Linked DNA regions of Mus musculus: regions 1, 2, 3 and 4 are each linked to region 5. A link is a contact called in public promoter capture Hi-C data. All regions are on one chromosome and are shown on one strand. Each heading gives the region's core, a stretch centred on a gene start, on an enhancer-like site or on the middle of the called end of the contact. The rest is flanking DNA. Distances are from core to core; before and after follow the strand shown. Region 1 holds the start of Crim1 (cysteine rich transmembrane BMP regulator 1 (chordin like)). Region 2 holds the start of Lbh (limb-bud and heart). Region 3 holds the start of Ypel5 (yippee like 5). Region 4 holds the start of Fez2 (fasciculation and elongation protein zeta 2 (zygin II)). Region 5 holds the start of Fam98a (family with sequence similarity 98, member A).

What was found. Promoter capture Hi-C pulls out the DNA fragments that hold promoters and counts their contacts.
Region 1: a contact with region 5 is called in a promoter capture Hi-C map of hippocampal neurons, with 22 times the contacts expected there. The contact joins the promoter of Crim1 here to the promoter of Fam98a in region 5. A contact is called at or near these places in 7 of 39 promoter capture datasets (the 3T3-L1 cell line, cranial neural crest, embryonic stem cells and 4 more), 2 of 484 Hi-C or Micro-C datasets (muscle stem cells and rod photoreceptor), 6 of 115 datasets of contacts at active chromatin or transcription factors (astrocytes, differentiating embryonic stem cells, embryonic stem cells and 3 more) and 2 of 9 other capture datasets (adipose tissue and liver).
Region 2: a promoter capture Hi-C map of liver shows a contact between it and region 5, with 5 times the contacts expected there. The contact joins the promoter of Lbh here to the promoter of Fam98a in region 5. A contact is called at or near these places in 2 of 39 promoter capture datasets (liver and pre-B cells).
Region 3: a contact with region 5 is called in a promoter capture Hi-C map of liver, with 8 times the contacts expected there. The contact joins the promoter of Ypel5 here to the promoter of Fam98a in region 5. A contact is called at or near these places in 3 of 39 promoter capture datasets (liver and pre-B cells), 1 of 484 Hi-C or Micro-C datasets (uterus) and 2 of 9 other capture datasets (adipose tissue and liver).
Region 4: a contact with region 5 is called in a promoter capture Hi-C map of pre-B cells, with 12 times the contacts expected there. The contact joins the promoter of Fez2 here to the promoter of Fam98a in region 5. A contact is called at or near these places in 12 of 39 promoter capture datasets (the 3T3-L1 cell line, 3T3-L1-derived adipocytes, the C10 cell line and 8 more), 2 of 484 Hi-C or Micro-C datasets (CD4 T cells and regulatory T cells), 5 of 115 datasets of contacts at active chromatin or transcription factors (astrocytes, cardiomyocytes, embryonic forebrain and 2 more) and 2 of 9 other capture datasets (adipose tissue and embryonic stem cells).

The regions. Positions count from the first base shown.
Region 1 is chr17:78,198,910-78,201,609 of GRCm38.p6, reverse strand. It overlaps Crim1 (cysteine rich transmembrane BMP regulator 1 (chordin like)), which reads right to left and starts at 1,362. Exons shown (of 17, transcript NM_015800.3): 1 at 511-1,362. The coding sequence starts at 841. Gm32282 (predicted gene, 32282) reads left to right here and starts at 1,585. Exons shown (of 2, transcript NR_168063.1): 1 at 1,585-2,016; 2 at 2,259-2,360.
Region 2 is chr17:72,916,983-72,919,682 of GRCm38.p6, reverse strand. Lbh (limb-bud and heart) reads right to left here and starts at 1,378. Exons shown (of 3, transcript NM_029999.4): 1 at 1,105-1,378. The coding sequence starts at 1,130. It overlaps Gm30375 (predicted gene, 30375), which reads left to right and starts at 1,528. Exons shown (of 2, transcript NR_168598.1): 1 at 1,528-2,700.
Region 3 is chr17:72,835,236-72,837,935 of GRCm38.p6, reverse strand. Ypel5 (yippee like 5) reads right to left here and starts at 1,308. Exons shown (of 3, transcript NM_027166.6): 1 at 1,145-1,308.
Region 4 is chr17:78,416,671-78,419,404 of GRCm38.p6, reverse strand. It overlaps Fez2 (fasciculation and elongation protein zeta 2 (zygin II)), which reads left to right and starts at 1,253. Exons shown (of 8, transcript NM_199448.3): 1 at 1,253-1,572. The coding sequence starts at 1,322.
Region 5 is chr17:75,550,575-75,553,274 of GRCm38.p6, reverse strand. It overlaps Fam98a (family with sequence similarity 98, member A), which reads left to right and starts at 1,329. Exons shown (of 8, transcript NM_133747.2): 1 at 1,329-1,534. The coding sequence starts at 1,482.

The DNA.
Region 1 (2,700 bases), core at 113-2,612, 2.6 Mb before region 5:
GGACTGACATACTCCGGAGCTGAAACTGATTTATTACGCGAAGGAGGAAGAAGGAGGTGAAGGAAGAGCGCAAAGAAAAAATAGTAAGAGTCACATAGGGAGTGCAGGCTGGAGCACAGGTCTACTCCGCTATCAGAAGCCGGCTGCGCGGACTGCGTACGCCCTCGGTGCCACACTGCGCTATGCGGGCAGGGCAGCAGGGGCGGACTCCCCGAGGGACTTGTGCGTGCCAGACTCCGCAGTGTGCCCCCGCACAGGGCACCCCTGCCTGGGGCGAGAAAGGCCACCCAGTGTAAGCCCTAATCACCGCACCTGTGTGTGTCTATGCGTGTTCGGAGCTCACCCACGCAACCCAACCTCGCCCGCCCCTGGGCAGGCATCTAGGGCACCCTCCAGGGGACAGCGACCGTCCCTCCTCCCCGGGAACCCTCTCTCCTCTGGGAAAAGTCTCAAGCAAACTTTGTTCCGCGCCCGCCAGGTGGGAGGGGGCGCGCAGCAGGGCAGCCGTACCTTCGCAGACGCCCACTTCGTACTCGGTGATGGAGTCGCCATTGAGCGGGGGGCGGATGACACAGCGCAGCCCCCGGTCGCAGGCTCCATGGAGCCCATAGGCTCCACCGCAGCTCTCGTTCCTCTGGCGGGCGCACATGTAGCAGCAGCCGCAGACGCCCTGCACGATGCTTCCTGGGCAGCTCCGAGGCTCCTCGCACTTGGACTCGTCACAGGGCAGGCAGACCAGCGCCCGGGTGCCTGAGCGCGCCAGCAGCAGCAGCAGCCCCAGCAGCGAGACCGAGAGGTGCCCGCAGCCGGCCAGCCCCCTGCCCCCCGCCACCAAGTACATCCTCCTGCGCCGCCGCCTCCTCCTCGCAGTCGGGCCGGGAGCGGGGCGGGCGCCCTCCCCTGCGCGGGGCACACGCGCCGCCGCCGCACCCGCAGCCCGCGGTCCTCGTGCCCCACTAGGGGCCCCCGGGGCGCTCCTCCCCTCGCGGGGCGAGGCCCCCGCCGCCCCTGCGGGCCGCGCCGACCCGGAGCCCACGAGCGTTGGCGCCAGCGGCAGCGGTGGCGGGTGGCTTCCCCTCCTCCTCCTTCTCCTCCCGGGCGGGAGGGGGAAAAGAGGAAAAAAAGTTTCCTCTCGGCAGCTCCGGTTCAACCCAAACTTCTGGCGGCGGCGGTGGCTGCGCACCGCTCCGAAGAAGGGCTGGTGGCTCCTTCTGGTCCTCCGCGCTGCTCCTGATTGCCGGGGAAAGACGACGGCAGCGCAGCCTCCGGGCCGGTCCCCGCCTCCCGAGCCGCCGAGTGGGCGCGGTGGCTCAGCAGAAGGTCCGTGGCGTCCGTTCCTTGTGCCCGGCTCGGCTCTCTCCCGCGCCGCTCCTCCGGGCGCTTGTTTATGGCTGGAGCCTCCGCCGCTCCGGCTGCGCCCTCCCCCATCCTACCTCATTCCCCCCCCCGCCCTCCCCGCGCCGCGCGCTGCTCATTGGCTGCCCCCCCACCCTCGGGCCGGCCGGCCCCCTCCCCTCCCCCTCGCCTCCCTCCGGGGCTGCCCCGGCCCTTCCTCCCTCCACGCCTCCTCCTCCTCCCCCTCTCCTTCCTCCGCAGCCCGGCACCGAGTCGGCCCTGCTGCCGATCATCCGGGCTCGGGGCCCGGCCCCGCGAGCGCGCTGCGGCCGGGGATCTGAGACAGTCGTAGCGACGCGAGCCCCCGCCGGCACCGGGCCACGAGGGCTAGCTTTGGAGCACCGGGGGCGGGACGGCTGCACCTCCGGGTGGTAGTTTTGAGTTCAGAGAGTGGCGGGGATCCTAGCCGGAGCTGTTGCTGCAGCCTAGGCTGGGCACTGGCCGGATCGAACCCCAGGAAAGGGAAGCGAACGCGTGGAATTTCCGCAAACTGGACGAGAATCCATCTTCCACTCGAGCTGGGAATAGACTTTGTAAAAGATATTATGTAATGGAGTCTTGGAAACCTGGAGACATCTCCAGGGAAACTGCTGGTGGGGTTGAATGCTTTAAATGGTCTAGGTAAATATTCTGAGCTGGGACAATGTTGGGGAGGGCTGCAGCTTGAATTTTAATGATCCACCTTCTGTATGTCTGTGTGGAGGTGCTGTATCATGGGAGGGGTGACTGGAAAGTAACAGAGCTTAATCCTCTCTGGAGTAAGGCTCAACACTAGATTACAAGTCTTGACATGACGCTAGGCTGGAAGAGCCTAGGCATCCTTACATGCCACCTGACTGTGCCGTTTTGTTTTGTTTTTTCAGGCTCGCGAGCTAAAGAGGCGTGTTTCCCTTTTCTTCCTCCCATTTTTCTTTCCTAAAAGATTTATCACGAATGTATTAATAAAGAAGATGGGTGGTAATATATTCTTTGTGGCGAGACATGAAACAACTGGAGAGGAGCTGTGCACATGTGGAGGATTTCTCCTCAATGATTTCAGAGATTCTCCCAGTGATAGCTCTGATCCCTCATCAGGAGAGAACCAGTGGCCCCGTCGATGTTTTCTCCGTGCCCCCTTACAGGAGTATAAATAAAACAGCCCAAGGAGGGAGGGGGGAGTGATTTGAATCATTATGTAAAACCCGCCTGGTGTTGGAGCAGGTGTGAAGTGGGCTTGGCTGCCTGTGCATGGTCTTGCTGCAGATAGGTGGCAGCTAGTTAGATCAGGAGCATCATGACTAATGAGCCAAAAGTTAATGGCACCAG
Region 2 (2,700 bases), core at 129-2,628, 2.6 Mb after region 5:
ACAATTTCCTCCCTAGTCTGGAAAAGCTGCCTCCAATCCCTGAAAGAAGAGAGTCAATAGCATTACAGGGTTAAGACCAGGGTCGTCGTCTCCTGTAGCGGCGTCTGTTCCTTTTTGGAACTGTGGCGCGGGCCCAAAAAGTTAAACTGAGAAACACGAACTTTCAGAGTTCCTGGGCTAAGCAGAATAGCGCCGCTCTCCCCGGGTTCAGACCTTGCATTGGACCCGGGTCTGGCTCTCCAAGGCTGGCACCTGCGAGCGCGCTCCAGGACCACGGGTGCTCGCCTCCCTGTAGCGCCCCTCCTCTACACCACAGCAGGAAGGAAGAAGCAGCTGGCGCGCACGTCCCAGCAGCTAGGGGCCTGTCCCCCATCCTTCTCGGCTCTGATCCTCCACACCCGATCTTCCCCGGCTGCAGGCAAATCTCTGCAGCCCCCGACTCAGCAGTGGCCGGCTTCTTCCAATCTGGCACTGGGAGAGCTTGCTCCTTCCTAGCCCCGGCCCTCCACAAAGGCGCGTTGGATTTAAGGGACAACGGAGAGGGCAGGGGTTGTGAGGGTGTAGTTTGCACCCTGATGCTTGTGGCTTGTTTGTGCGGAGAGCGTCTCCCCAGCATCCTCCCTCCCCCAGAAGCTCTGCAAACCCAGCGGCTGCACCAGCTCGGCCCCTCTGCAGCCATCCTCGACGCCGAGACTTGCGTGCAAACAAAAAGGAGAAGGGGAGGGGCCCGGGAAACCGGAGCCCCCTGCACCAAGCAGGACTCATCTCCTGTGGCCCTCAGCGGACAGGGTTTCCTTAGGGGGCTTCAGGTGGGACCCCAGGTTCTCCCCACCCAACGCCACCATATCCACGCCCTCTGGCCGCCACTTAAGTGAAGGTTCCGAGTTCACTTCCTTTGTCTGGATGCTCTCAGCACCGCCTCCCCCAACCTCCAGCTTTGCAACCTTGACGTCGACTCCTGCAGGGGCTGAGGCTGGCGGGTTAACCCGCACTGGGTGTCCGTGCCACTCTCCGGCCTCGTACCCGGAGCCGGCACTAGGAGGCTGCCGGGCTGCGCAGCCACCCGGGTTAAACTGGCGGCCGCCAAAGGCGCAGGATACTCACCAGTGAATGGGGAAATATACAGACATGAAGTCCTAGGGGAGGCTGACCCACGCCCTTGTGATTAAGAAAAACAAAACAAAACAAAACAAACAAACAAACAAAAAAAAACCAGTCACTGAGTCCTGAATGAGATTGGCAGGGGCGCAGAGGAGAGCAGCGGGCAGCCGAGAGCGGGTACTGGGCTAGCGCCGGTCCGCCTTCCGGAGACAGCCTCGCTGCCAACGGCGTAGGCAGTGCAGACCAAGCTCTCCGCTCTCCACCGATCTCCGGGTCCCACAAAGAGCCCGGGAAGCAGCATTTATAAGGGAGGGGCGGGGCTTGTCGGCGAGCGGCCCCGCCTCTCCTCGCCCACTCTTAGAATAACGTCACCAAAATCATGAATGGCTTCAGCGCTCATAGCTCCCGCGGGCGGCGGCGGGGACCAGCCGGGCTCTGCACCCTGCCTGAGCTGGCTCCCAGCAGCTACGAGCCCGCCCCCCTCCCCACCGTTGACACACACGCGTGTTCCCGAGCTGGAGTTCAATGTCAACGCAGCTTCCTGACCATAAATCCGCAGCGTCCGCAGCCCCCTCTCTGAACACAGGGACTCTAAGGGCTACGGGGATGGGTGGGCGTGAGGAAGGAATGGGGGCCCACGCGGGAAGAGACAGATCGCCGGGGGAGGGCGCCATTCTTCCATCCGAGCGCCCGCTGTCGGGTTCTCTGTGACTTCCACATCTCAGGACCCTTCACTGGTCATCCATGCAAAGTAGGCCTCTCTTGGACATTATCGCCTGTGGCATCCCGATCGTGGCGGGGCCGGGGGAAAAAGGAAAAGATGGGAAAGAAGGCTGCACAGCTGCGGGGCTGGAGGCACCCATGCCGGAGGGGGCATTGTTGGCTTTCTAAAAGTCTGCGGTCCTGGAGTCCATGGAGGGTTCTGTTTGTGGGAGAAAGGATGTGGTGTCTTACTAGGGTTTTTCCGTTGCGCGAGCGCGCTTGCGTGTGCACACACACACACACACACACACACACAGAGTAGCATATACGGTTTGCATTGGGAGTAGAGGGTGAGGAGAACGAGCGGAATACAAGTACACCCGGCTAGCCTTAGCTCCCAGAGCCCATCTGATAGAAAACACAGAGTTGAGAGACTGACTCCTTCATAGCCCAGGAATTGCAGTTCCGGTGTCTATCTTGGAGACTAAACTGCTGTGCAGCCCCTACAGCCAGGAAGAACGGAGTCTGACTCAGTACCCAGCGCTGCCCCGCTGTGGCCTCTGTTTCAATTACTCTTGTAAAACAGCTTCCTAACCTTGACCTATGTGCATAAAGGGACTGGGGAAAGGGAGAGCCGTGGTCGAAAACTAAACACAATTAAATGTGATTTAAAATAAGTCTGCACCCTGAAAGAAAAGCGTACTGGTTATATCCAGCAAAAAGCTGCTGGCATCAAGAGACGAGTTTTCAGTAGCAGGGGCCACGCGGATGTTGAGAAAGAGGACCTCATAATTTTCAGCATCTACTCTTTCTAAGAGCAACTTTGCAATAACTGCTTTCCCAACTATGCGTACCTATATACATCCTGAGTAAAAACTGGAGCGTCCTAAAAGAGCC
Region 3 (2,700 bases), core at 59-2,558, 2.7 Mb after region 5:
CTTTCAGATTTTCCATCTGTCAAAAGCCACCAGAAATAAAAATCCTCAAGATTTCCAAGAGGGCTCTGGAAACAGAAACAAAAAGTTTAAAAATAAAAAATAAATGAGTCGCACACCTTTCCTTCCTGTCACTCCAAAAGGAGATCAGTCTGGCGTCCGGATGAAACAGACCTGGGTACTACTGCGGCTTCCCACTCCCGCTGGCAACACTCAGGCTTCCTACCAACCTGCACAGCAGCGTGGAGTAACGGGGTGTGCAGGAGCGTGCCCACCGCAGCCAGCAGGAAAGAGCCTCCCGGTCCGCTCCCCGAGCAGCACCGGGGTCTGCGCCAAGCCGACCGCCCGCAGCCGGCCCAGCTGATCGCGCCCACGTGACTCCCTCCAGCCAATCGCCCGGCGCAAGGCGGAGCGCGCGGCGGCGGCGGCGGGGCCTCCTCGGCACAACAAACACAGGCGGAACAGCTGGGCAGGCGCGGGCGACCGGGCGCTCGGCACCCGCAGGCTACCGGGCAGTGTTCCCCACGCCCAGGGTCCAGAGGGCAGCGTGATAGGGGCTAGCACCGACGAGGCGGGCACGGCCCACAGCCCAGACACCCGAGCACGAGTCGAGCCTCCGGAGCGGCGGGGCGGGCGGGGTGCGAGCGCGGCCCTGGAGCGCGGGCCCGCGGGCCGGCCCCGAATCGGAGCCCGGGCGCGCCCCCGACGCTGCGGCGGGGACGGCGGCTGTGGGGGCGGGGCGGCCTAGGAAGTGGGGGTGTCACGGAGAGAGCTGTCTGCGGACCGGCGGCCCAGGCGACAGGCGCCGAGGGCGGCGGGCGGGCGGGGGCCGCGGGTCGCTAAGGGGGTCGCGGCTGTTGTGGGCTCGCGGAGCGCTCCGCTGCGCGGCGGGGGCGGGTCGGCGGCGGCCGCCGCGCCACAGCCTCACAAAGAAGGACCGCCCGGCCCGGCCCCGCGGCCCCACGGCCCCACAGTCCTGAGAATTGCCCTGGTGGCCCGGCCAGGACCCTGGACGAGTGGAGAAGGGGAAGAGGCACTTCCTGCCTGGGCCCCCGCCCCGGGCCGCTCCCCGAAGGCTTCGAAGCCGCCGGCCCAAGGGCTTCGAGCCCCAGCCGACTCCGATCCCGGCGCCCACCGCCGTACTCACCGGCGTGCTGGGAATCGGCGCTGCCAGCAGCTCTTCGCTCCTCAGCTGGGTCGAAGCCCACCTCGGCCTCCCAAGTCTTCAGGTTTAGTCAGGCCTTGGCCCCGCCTCTCCTCGGTCGGGCCTCGGCGTCAATCACCGGGCGTGGCCCCGCCCTCCCTTCAGGCGGCTCTCCCGGTTGGCCCGCAGCGCCCTTCATTTCTAGGCTCCGCCCCTCTCCCTGGCACTCTGCCCCTTCCGCCGGGCCCCGCCCCTTCTCGGGCTCGCCCTCCCCCCACCCTTGCCCGCTTACACTCCGCCGCCCACCCCACCCCGAAGCCGCAGCGGATGGGCGGACTCCTCGCCGCTCGCCCCGCCTCTAATTCGACACCTTGCATCCTTACGGCCAATCAAGGAGGCTAAGTCTGCCTCCTCGGCCGAGGCGGCCAATGTAGTGAGAGTGAGGACCCGCCCCCCACTCCCAGCTGAGCGCACACAACACAGCATCCACGTGAGTCAGCTTCTTAAAGGAGACGCCTCAGCCTTGGTAATTGCGGCAGCTGGGACTCATTGCCCGTCATCGGCGTCACCTGCTGGCGGCTGAGGCCATAGCTTCCTGATAGCCAAGGAAGCCTAGAAGAAGCGAAAACAAGAGGCTGTTTTCTAGTCAACGCTGGTATTGAGGTTAAAGGGCTACCTAGGTTGAAATGCCCGTTTTACCATCCCATCAGGCCACTTTCTCTTGGCTTACACGAATTGCCTTAAACAAATCCCGAACTCTTTGTGTCTCGGTATATAGGAATTCATTGTAAACAAGGTTTTTTTCAGCGTGCTTGGTTCTATTTACAAACTTTCCAAGTTTTCTCTTCTCTTCCCTCTCTCTGTTTCTGTCTCTATCTCTTTGTTTTTCGAAACAGGGTTTCTGGACAGCCTGGAACTCACTCTGTAGACCAGGCTGGCCTCGAACTCAGAAATTCGCCTGCCTCTGCCTCCCAAGTGCTGGGCTTAAAGGCGTGTGCCACCACGCCCGGCCCAAGTTTTCTCTTGACCGTTGAAGTAATTCTCAAAAACTTAAGTCTTTTATGTGGAGATCAACTGTCTTGTTGAAAAAGACAGCTGTCCCCTTAGCCCTCCCTCACCATGTTTAAGATAAGTTGGAAAATTTTTGCCATTCCGTTGGCTTTCCCAGGTAATTAAATCTCTGTTGGCTGTCCATAAAGATGACAGAAATACCTCAAAATATTTCATGTATTAAATAAACATAAAATATATAAATTATACACATATATATATACTAGCACTTGAAATTTGTAGCATAGAATATGTGTTCTGACAAAACCCTGATACTTAACCCTAAATCCTTCAGTACTTTTCATTCATTTATAAAATAAAGAGTTACTGTGGCCTGGTTTTGTAGAACATGCCTTTAGTCTAGAGTGAGTTTCAGGACAACCAAAGCTACATAGTGTCTCGAGAAAACAAAACAAAACAAAAAGCTACTCTGACCATCAAAGATAAAAGACTATGTTTAGATTAAAGAGAATTTTGCTGGAGGAAAAAAAGCATTTTGGGGTATATTG
Region 4 (2,734 bases), core at 4-2,503, 2.9 Mb before region 5:
GGAAGGAGAAGAAGTGCTGACAGGACATACTGAGTGAAGGGGCGAGGGAACAGAAACTTGAAACTGGGTAGTTTCTAAGAAAGGCTGAGTCAAAGAGTCTAGAGAAAGGCTGGGTGGAAGAGCATGGTACCACAACATGGCAGAAATGGGTCTCCTGTTGAATGTCTTCTTACATTCTACCACTTAACACTTCCTTTTACCCAAGGAGGGGCAGGTATTGTTTGCAAGGAAATTCATTGGGCATTTTGTATTTAATTATATATAAAACGAGCTCACTGGATTGAGTTGCCCAATAAATTTTTATACAATTCCTGAGTAGACACTATATATGTATATATATATATATATACATATATATTCCCTTTTAAAATGTACTTTTCTCTCATACAATCCCTTTGACTGCAGTTCCCCCTCCCTCAACTCCTCCCAGTTACCCCCTTCCCCCTCTTCCCCAGCTGCATTGCTCCTCTGTTTTATAACATTTTATAATATATTATTGAAAGATGTTTCACCCACCTGAATGACACATTTGAAGGAATAATGATTCTGTCTATTATTGGGCATTTACTGCATCTGCCTACTTTCCTTGATTTTTGTTGTAGTTAAATGCATGTGATAAAACTATAATCCTAGCCATCTTCAGGGTACAGTGTATATGGCATACAACAATCACTGCTCTTTACCTTCATGGATAATTTTATTTTGCAAATAAACAAACAAATAAGAAGCTAGGTCTATGAAAAGAAAGCTTTCCATACCTCAGCCATGCTTTTACAAGATTTAATTTTCATTAAATTTTAAAGGTCGGGCTACAGTAATGAAGAAGTGACCATGCATAGCAAGCAGGTGAGTATTTATTGTTGAGGCATTTTCTAAGTACTTTGAGCATATTCACTCACATAATTATTAGCAAGCATGCGTTTTGCACATGGGAGAGATGTATTTGTGGAATGGATTTTGGTACCAAGCAAACATTTCCCAGTAAATCTTGTCAATCTAGATGGAGTGTTAGAAATGTTCCTATGGGGCAAAAATCTGACAGTAAGTAGGTTTAAAGAAGTCTTCCTTTTAGCCACTTTTAGACAGGGACACTGAGGGAAGTTGTTTCTAAATGCTCAAGAACATCGGAAGTGACTCAACTCGGTTAAGGTCTTCCAGAAGACTCAGGAAGGGAAGACTTTAAAGTCAGCTTGGGTCTCCGCTCAACCAAGAGCTGGAGGACAAGGGGCGTGGCCTCAAGTGGGCGGGCACCGTTGGGGCGTGGCCTGGAAGCGACAGGGCGTGGCTGTCTGACCGGGGCGGGGCGCCGGCAGCGGGCGCGATGGCGGCTGACGGGGACTGGCAGGATTTCTATGAGTTCCAGGAGCCGGCCGGGAGTGTCCAGGAACAGGAGAACTGTAACGCGAGCCCGGAGGCTGGCGCGGGGGCACACGCGGGCGGCGACAGCTTCCCGGCGCTGGCTTCCAGCCTGGAGGAGAAGCTGAGCCTGTGCTTCCGCCCCACGTCGGAGGCCGAGCCCCCACGGGCGGCCGTGCGGCCCATCACGGAGTGCAGCCTCCTGCAAGGGGACGAGTGAGTGCGGGCCCCGGAGCGGGCGGGCGGGCGGGAGCGGCCCCAACCTCGCCCTGCCCCCGCCGCAGCCGGGAGTCCCCACAGGCCCCGCCCCGCGCCCTCCTTCTTCCTCGGTCGCTCTGAGCCCCGCCCCGGGGCTGCCGGCCTGGCCCTGGAGTTTAAATGCCCGCTGTTGCCCTGCCTTCCTTCCCCTTGAACCCTCCTGCAGACCCCTGTGTGCTTCCTTGTGGAGACCCTGCCTCCTGGGGCACGTGTGGCTCAGTTCATTCATTCAACTCGCTTTTCTTAAAGCCCCTGTCATGGGGCCTGGCACTGGGGATGCCGAAGTGGGCATTGCTCCTCTCAAGTAGGACACAAAGTGGGATGGGACATAGGTTGGTTAAGCACATGTTTTCCGAGTGTAATGAGTACTTTGATAGGTATTTGTACCGGATACGGGAGATTTCAAAGGGGATGTCCGAATGAAGACTTTATAGCCGCTAACTGAATCCTTGATGGAGATCTGGGAGTTAGGCAGAGTGCAGAGGTGTGAGTTACCATTGAAGTTATAGAAGTCTCTTGGGCCCACAAGAACAAACTGTCACAGAGGCAAAAAGTAAATGGTAGCCCTTACTAATGATATCTAATAGTGTATCCAGAAGACCAGTGCACAGCAGCAATGGCTCCCGTTTTCTCTGTGATTAGCTTCAGTGTGATGACATTCACAGGGGTTGATGAAAGCGCTTTATTCAGACACTTTTAAACCCAATTATTGTTTGTTTACACGAGAGTTGTAATTATGTACCGCATCTTTTCGTGAAAATCTAGCCAAAAGAATGGTGCGAGCCAGTGAGCTCGAGTGTTTTGTTTGCAGGGTGAGTGGAGACCCTAAGAGTACTGGCCCTCTTGGAAGGTGATGGGTAGGACCCGTTTCCAGAACATTGGGAACACAATGGTGGCCGGAGACACTACATGTTAGTGAGGAGAATTGAAACAACAGCATTTTTTATTACATCTTAATAATTTTGTGTGAGTACTTGTGTGATTGTGGACGGGTAAAGCAAGCCTGTCAGACGCATCCTTGGAGTCAGACCACTTGTACAGTCAGCTTCTCTCTCTCTCTCTCTCTCTCTCTCTCTCTCTTTTTTTTTTTTTTTTTTTTTTACAGATCCCAGGTCTCCGG
Region 5 (2,700 bases), core at 80-2,579:
AGAAGCTAATTTGGATGTTTACACATCCCAAAAGTTTTACCTGATAGCCAAAATGAGGTTAGGTCACACAGGATGGGCCAGGGTGGGCTCTTAAGGGGACTAATGACAGTCTGACAGAACCTTGGCTCTGGATTTGCAACTTTTCCCAATCAGGAAATTAGAATCAATGAATACACCTTGAAGAATATTTAACTTTAGGGGAGCTTTCTTGGAGAAGCCAGGTCGCTCATGGGTCAAGAGGATAGTCACTAGAACAGTTAGTGCATAACCTTCTCCCAACCCATGTTACACAAAATAAATAACTAAACCATGAATTACTACTGACAGAGAATGCTTATCCATTAGACATGAAAGTGGAAACTACAAAATAAAACGTAAGAATAAGTTTAAAACCAAATGACTACACAATATAACAACATGGCAATTCATAGATAAATATGATTTTCTAACTACATCATCTCTTTGAAAACGATTTCCTCCTTATTCAACAGTTCTTTCATAATAGAAAGCTACACCCAAGCATGGGTGGCCAAAAGTAATGACAACACTGAGCATGGTAGCAGATGCCTTTAATCTCAGCACTGGGAAGGCAAAGGTAGGTGGAGCTCTGTGAGTTCACAGCCAGCCTGGTCTGCATAGTGAGTTCCAGGCCATCCATGGCTCTATAAAACCCTGTATTAAAAAAAAAAAAAAAAAAGTCAACGGAGACAAAAAGTTGATCCATTGTCTAAACTGCATGTAATCAAATATACCCTATTGTATTCGATATGGAGTTATGCCCTTTCCCGTTAAAACAAAATGCGTGGTGTCTGGGGCAGACTCAAGAGGACAGGGACAAAAAAAAAAAAAAAAACTTTCCCTGGAGAAACTTTCTGAAGCATCCATACTGAGGAAAGCCACTTCTCTAACCGTGGACTCCAGAGGCTACACTGAAGAAAAATCAAATGGCATTTTCCTGGCTTTCATTGTTTTTGACCCGTCTAACCCCGCCCTGGGCTGTGGCTGGGAACGCACAAATTTGCCCTTCTGTGGTGACTCGCAGGTGAAAGGAGGACACGCATCTTCAATACCACAGCTGTCACTCTACAATCCCAGGCTGGATCCTGCTTCTGCTCCTCCCGCGCCTGCCTCGCCCCAAGCTGTGCACATGCGCATTCCAAGAGCTCCGCGCCCCCTGGCTGAGTCTCTGAGTCTCCCAGCCTCGGTGCCACGCCACCTGCCTTCCTGCCCTTCTTAGGGCAGCTAGCTTCACTACCCCATACTGGGCACGCGCACACCCGGCCATTTTTTTTTCCTCGGCCGGTGAGGTGGGGGCAGTGGGCGGAACCAAACTGCTTGCGCACGCTCGGGGCATGCGCAATACGGGGACTGAGGCGCCAGCTGTCGACTTGGAAGTTCCGGGGAAGGAGCGCATGCGCTAGGGTACGCGTTGCCGGCGAGAGGGCAGCCTGACGACTCGGAAATTTGAATACCACAGTAGCATGGAGTGTGACCTCATGGAGACTGACATCTTGGAGTCGTTGGAAGATCTAGGGTAAGACGGCGGGGGCATGAGTTTCTGAAAGTCCACTCTGCTAGAGCCCCGGCAACTCCTCGGGCGCCCGGTCGGAGCCACCTGCCTTGCCACTCCGCACCCGACTCCCGCCGGAGCTTCCCGCTGCTGGCCCAGGGACCCCCGGTGCCACGTCCACACCTACCCTGCCCACTGGGCTCCGACGGCCCTCGTCCTCCCCGGTGCTCCCCTACAGCCCAGCTACCCGCAGCGTGTCTCAGTCATGCGTGTCATTGTCTGGGCTCCGGTTCTCACCACCCCCCCACTCCCCAAGCTTTCTCTTCTTGCCTCCCGTCCTCCCACCCTACCCCCACTTTATGGTTTGCCAAAGTTGTATCTGCTTTCCTACTTGGCCCCAAGATTCCCTACTTCTTTCTTGAGCTTCTACCCCCCACCCTACTTCTCTGTCTCTCTCTCTCTCAAAAAAAAAAAAAAATCATCTTTGCTCAGTCATCTCTGCATGCACCTAGGCTTCCCAAAGCGCACGTCTGGGCGATGCAGCCGGCTGCTCTCAAGCCCGCTCAGCTGTGCACCTAACCTTTCAACCACCTGCTTTGGAAATGACAGTCAGTGACTTCAGACCTCCAGCACAGCCTCGCTGAACTCCAGCATTCCAGGGTCATCCTCACCCACCAAGAATCAGCATATTTGCATCTTGACTCTCAGTCATAGTCTTCAGTGTTTAGGAATTTGGAAATAAGGCTTATTTATCTTGTTTGGTCACCCAGATCAAGGTGCTTAAACTTGAGAACCTAGAGGCTCTTAGGCAAAAAAAAAAAAAAAAAAAAAAAAAAAAAAAAAAAAAAAAAGCCCTGCATGATTAAGTATTTGCCTGCGAATAACTATTTCAGGATAAAATCAGCGTAGAAGAAATGACGCACCGAGGTCCTCCTGCCTCTGGCACCTGAGAGCTATGATTAAAGGAGTGAGCCCCCATGCCCTGCCGATTGTTGTATTTTTAACTATAATCCTTAATCAAAGCTTAACTTTAGGCTTTTCCATGCCATGGAAATTCTTAAGGGACACCTTTCTTTAGGGAAGGACACCTTTGAGGTAGCCAAAGCGCAACCCATGTGACTAGCTTGGTGTCCTAGTAGGTACTGACCATAAAGGAAGCTTACTAACCATCGCTGTGAACATCAGCCGCT